2 separate regions of the Canis lupus genome follow, and region 1 is linked to region 2. A link is a contact called in public Hi-C data. All regions are on one chromosome and are shown on one strand. Each heading gives the region's core, a stretch centred on a gene start, on an enhancer-like site or on the middle of the called end of the contact. The rest is flanking DNA. Distances are from core to core; before and after follow the strand shown.

Region 1 (2,700 bases), core at 94-2,593, 150 kb after region 2:
TTCCCTTCCTTCCAACTCCAATCAGGCGGGAGAACGAACAAACGTAACCACTTGGGGGTGTTCCCTCAGTGCCAGAGACCACACAGCCTTTCCCCTCCGCACCCCCAACGACAGGACGGGCGGCACGCAGAGCTCGTAGTTCACAGCCGCAGAGTTACAGGAGGCTCTGGGGTGGGCCTGGAGTGGAGCAGTATCACAGAACCGACGCTGAGGAAGCCGTGACTGCAGGAGACAGGACTCAGGGGATGAGCCCTCCAGGCAGCCTGCCCAGCTCCGGCCGGCACTGCAGGCCCGCACAAAACAGTGGTGTGTGGCGGGCTTATAGGGCCCGCTGATCCTAAAACACTTCAGCCTAAAATTGTTTCGAGCAGGGACGCCCGGGTGGCTTAGTGGTTGAGCGCCTGCCTTTGGCTCAGGGCATGATCCCGGGTCTAGAGATCGAGTCCCGCATCGGGCTCCCCGCAAGGAGCCTAGCCTGCTTCTCCCTCTGCCTGTGTCTCTGCCTCTCTGTGTCTCTCATGAATAAATAAATCTTTAAAAAGAAAAAAAACCTAAAAAAAATCGTTTCGAGCAGTCTTGTACTAAGAGCTCCCTCACCCATCCTGACATTTGGGAAACACAAGCTCCAGCATGGCACGTAACTGGGAAAATGTTAAGATGTAAAGCCAAGGAAACTTAAGCTTAAAATGTTATGCGCGGACACCCAGAAGGGCCTCGGAGACGTAAGCTACTTACGACAGATCTTTGTGAAACAACTCAGGGTAGAAACAGAGCCAGCGGGGAGGCCGAGGAAATCCCTTTGCCTGGCAGAGGGCAGCAGGGTCCGAAGGTAGGTCAGCCCAGCCCTCAAACCATCAGCACCGCGCAGAGCACAGGGAAAGGGGCATCACCCATGGCTTCAGCCCAGCTCTGCACGTGCAGCTGTCACCCTTAGCTCTTCACAGACAACGACTCCCACAGGAGTGGAGCAGAGGCTCCGGTGATACACCAGAGAGTGAAGACAGATCCAATTTATAATCCGGGTCCCTCCCAGGGAGCGGAGACTGCAGGCCCAGACAGGTGCTCTGGCCAGCCACCTTCAATGGAAATGCCTCGGGAAAAGGCAAAAGCGCTCTCTGCTAAGCACCACTGTCAGCTAAAAGGAAAGAAATCCCTTTTAAGGAAGCTATTTAACTTCAATAGGCTGCTTTTCTGCCAGGATTTTCAACTCCTCTGAACATAAGCCGAGCCACAGACTGCTGCACGTATGTCTGGATCCTGGCTAACCACCCCCCGCCCCCCCCCGGCCCCGTTCTCCGAGCTTCAGCACCAGTTGTTAGCCAAAAATAAACACCATTCCTCAACCATATATGTCCACCAGCCCAGAGCTGGGGAGGAGGCGGCGGCAGGTCAGGTCCCCAGGCTCCAGCCACAGGCAGCGTGGCTGCTACACACCATGCACATCACCCAGCTCAACCGGGAGTGCCTGCTGCACCTCTTCTCCTTCCTGGACAAGGACAGCAGGAAGAACCTGGCCCGGACCTGCCCCCAGCTCCAGGACGTGTTCGAGGACCCCACACTCTGGCCCCTGCTGCACTTTCGTTCCCTCATAGAACTCAAGAAGGACAACTTCCTCCTGAGCCCGGCCCTCAAGAACCTCTCCATCTGCTGGTACTCCAGCCGCGTGCAGGTGTGCAGCATTGAGGACTGGCTCAAGAGCGCCTTCCAGAGGAGCATCTGCAGCCGCCATGAGAGCCTAGTCAATGATTTCCTCTCCCAGGTGTGCGACAGGTAGGCCACCTCCTGAGCAGCACGGGCTCTGCACCGTCCGGCTCCTAGAGCTCTAGGAGGCTTCTGGGGGGTGGGGTGGGGGCAGGGAAGAGCTAATTACAGACCAAGACGGCTCCATGTTGGGAGCCTCAGACTAGGCCCAAGACAGTCGGTCTAGGCCCACCCCCGGCACAGACCCAGAGAAGTCCACAGTGGTGCTGGGGGTGCGCGTGGGGGCTGCCCCTCAGCCTCACAGGCCCTGGAGCTGCTTCTGGGGCAAACAGGAAGACTGGCCTCCGGCTGTCGCTGTCCTTCCTGGCAGCCATTAAGAGCTCAGGGGGTCCGGCTGGGCCTGGATTTTCAAGGTCAGGCCCTGGGGAAAGGTCCTGGATTCAGCAGTCAGCTTCCCCTCTACTCTTCTCCTAGCAAACAAACTCCATAGGCGCGGGGAACCCAGCTCAGGAAGGAGTTAGGGTGCTCTGGGTTAGCTGAACCAAGCCAGACTCCAGGAGGAGGGGTGGTGATACTGAAGAATGGCTTCCTCATTAGAATATTACTAACCTCACCGTACCCTTAAGGGAGGGTTTTAGCCTAATTTTTGAAATGAGCAAATCAAAGCTCAAGGAGGTCATGTGATTTGCCCACAGTCTAGGATTGCCGGATTTTAGAAAATAAAAATTCAAGACACTCACTTAAATTTGAATTTTGAATAGATGAAATAATTTTTTTGGTCTAAGTATGTCCCAAATGCATCCTGTACATGACTGGTCAACTCTACCACGGGCAGAGGCTAAGCCACAGGCGACCCTCCATAGTCCCAGCCTCCTGCCTAAGGCAGCCCACGCTCAGCACAGACTTCCGCTGCCAGCCTCTCGCTGAGCCCAGGTTGACCAGTCCTGTCCTGCCTTTGAGGAAAAGCACCTCTCAGTGCTTTCAAACTAGGCTCAGCCA
Region 2 (2,700 bases), core at 174-2,673:
CACTCAGCAAATATTTGCTCGGTGCTCCCGTGTACTTAAGGGACTTAACTAAGAGGAAAAAAGAAAGTGGGTAGGGTGAGAAAACAGCTGGGTTGTGTTAGGGAAGAGTGGTTTTTCCTGTCCGGTTTTCACTTGGTATACCCAAATAGGATAGGGATTTGTTTAGATAGGGATTTGTTTTGCCTCAAATTTGAAAGGAATTGTTATCTTTAAGATATTCCTTGCACAATGAGGAGACATGAAGTAGCACTCTGAGCAGCATAGCAAAAGCTTATGGAGCAACGTGATCTGTATATGGCCTGACGATCTTAGATGCATCTAGAATTCTTACTCACCCAGGAGCTTCTTCGTAGTCGTGGTGGTTATGATGACAATGATGATAATGAGGGATCCCTGGGTGGCGCAGCGGTTTAGCGCCTGCCTTTGGCCCAGGGCGCGATCCTGGAGACCCCGGATCAAGTCCCACGTCGGGCTTCCGGTGCATGGAGCCTGCTTCTCCCTCTGCCTGTGTCTCTACCTCTCTCTCTCTGTGTGTGTGACTATCATAAATAAAAAAATTTAAAAAAAAAATGATGATAATGAGCACCAGTTGTGTGCCAGGCACTCTGCTAAATGCTTCCAGTGCATTCTCTCTAAACCTACCACCTAATCCTGCAAGTCAAGGATTTTACGCTTGAGGAGGTCGTGGTTCATTGAGGTTGATGGATTTGTCCAAGGCCACCCTGCCACATAGGGGCAGAGCCAGGATCCGAATTCCGATCGTCTTGTCTCTAAAGATCATTTCCATTCCACTGTCCTGCCATCTCCCACCACTTCAAAATGGGAAGGAAAGTTCAGGTAAATTCACAAAAGTATCTGCTAAGTCAGGGGTCCTCAGACTTTAGCATGCACCAGAGTCACAGGAGGGCTTATTAGAATACAGGTGACTGGGGCCCACCCCTAGAGCTGCTGATTCAGTAGGACTGGGGTGAGGCCTGCTGATCTGCATTTCTGACAAACCCAGGTGCTCCTGGCGCTGCTACTTCTGGGACCTGTCAGAACCACTGCCCCAGAAAGGATAGCCACAAGTTGACTCCACTTGGCTTCTTGCTTCCAGTTCATCTTGGCTCCTCCAGAGTCTACCTGTTTTACCAGCCCGAAGAGAAGGGTGAGGGCAAGCGCTGGCTCGGTTCTTCCTGTCTGTTCCATGGAAGCCTGTGGTTAGACACTGAGGGCTCTGTGCCCACATTGTGCACAGGTTCCCGGCTCAGCTGCTTGCTCCCCATTGTACACAGGCTCATCTACTCTCAGGGTAGCTGCCCTCACCCTGCGCCCTGGCATCAAACCCAGGCCCGCCTGGGCTGTCACTCACTTGCTGCTTCTCTGTGTCGTGAATCTGCTTCCACCTACTCTGTGGAGTACGTGCACACTGTGGTGGCCTACAATACCCTCTTCTGAGCTGGGGGACTTTGGACTGGGAGTGAGAAATCTGTTTCAGGATGATGTGGGACACAGGTTATCTGTCACCTGAGATCCTTGTTCCCCTGGGAAGATAAATTTCTGGCAGCCAACTGACTTTCCCAGGTTACAGGTTAACATGGGAACATGTGTTTCTAAAGCTCACGAACTTTCAGACTTGGAAGAGAGCTTAGTGGAAGAGGAAAGGAAGGAAACTCATACTTAGAATATGCCATGTGTCAGGCACAAGGCCAAACGCTTAACACGTGTTGGAGTATTTACTCTGCACAGTGACCTTGTGAGTTGGGGGCCGGGTGTCTTTTGATCCCCACATACAGATGAGAAAATTCAGATTCCAAGAAGTTCAGCAACCAGCAGCTCTCACACAGCCAATAAGTAGCTCAGTCAGGATCTGCCCTCAGGTCTGCCCCTGCTCCTCCCACTACTGCTGGCCTGTCAATTCACAACACTTATGTTCTCTCTAGTTTCTTTTTTTTAAGATCTTTATTTATTCATTCATGAGAGACAGAGAGGCAGAGACACAGGCAGAGGGAGAAACAGGCTCCATGCAGGGAGCCCAACTTGGGACTCGATCCTGGGTCTCCAGGATCACACCCTAGGCTGGAGGTGGCACTAAACCGCTGCGCCACCGGGGCTGCCCTTCTCTCTAGTTTCAATATAAAGTTATTGAGCTCTGGGCCACCACACATGAGGTCCAAAGCCTGCCTTAAGAAGACAAAACCTGGGTCAGTCATGTAGTGGTCAGTGCTGGGGAAGTGATAACAGGCCCAGTTTGAGAAGCTGCCCTAGTGGCAGGAAAGAGGCCAAGGTCAAGTGCTTGGGTGAGCAACTGGGAGGTCCTAGGAATCTAGAAGAGAATTGGTTGCAAGAGCTACATGGGGGCAGGCAAAGGCCAACAGGATTGCAGGGTCTCAAAGGAAGATGTAGTGGCCAGCCAGGGGCCTCAACTCAGGCAAAAGTAGCTGGTACTGCTCCAGAGAGGCAGGTGCCAGCCTCCTGGCCAGACTGTGGGCCTGTGTGAAGGCAGGTCCCCTGCTTGGCACATCTGGCAAGTGTCTGCCTTTGTGCCCAGTGTTGTACAAGGTGATGAGGCCACTCTTTCTTTCTTTCTTTCTTTCTTTCTTTCTTTCTTTCTTTCTTTCTTTCTTTCTTTCTTTCTTTCTTCTTCTTTCTTCCTTCCTTCCTTCCTTCCTTTCTTTCTTTCTTTCTTTCTTTCTTTCTTTCTTTCTTTCTTTCTTCTTT

Evidence for each region. Hi-C and Micro-C count contacts between places; a contact is called where the count stands out from the background.
Region 1: a Hi-C map of skin fibroblasts shows a contact between it and region 2, with 3 times the contacts expected there. The contact joins the promoter of FBXL22 here to the enhancer-like site in region 2. A contact is called at or near these places in 5 of 9 Hi-C or Micro-C datasets (amygdala, blood, liver and 1 more).

Annotation. Positions count from the first base shown.
Region 1 is chr30:28,597,990-28,600,689 of UU_Cfam_GSD_1.0, forward strand. It overlaps FBXL22 (F-box and leucine-rich protein 22), which reads left to right and starts at 1,344. Exons shown (of 2, transcript XM_038581110.1): 1 at 1,344-1,770. The coding sequence starts at 1,436.
Region 2 is chr30:28,452,053-28,454,752 of UU_Cfam_GSD_1.0, forward strand. No RefSeq gene overlaps it. Among named protein-coding and RNA genes, the nearest start is that of USP3, 32 kb to the right of the region's middle. Within about 2 kb of position 1,424, at least 8 of the 20 cell types and tissues checked have an H3K27ac peak or open chromatin away from gene starts, as enhancers often do. A contact at or near this core is called in liver, where this site is marked.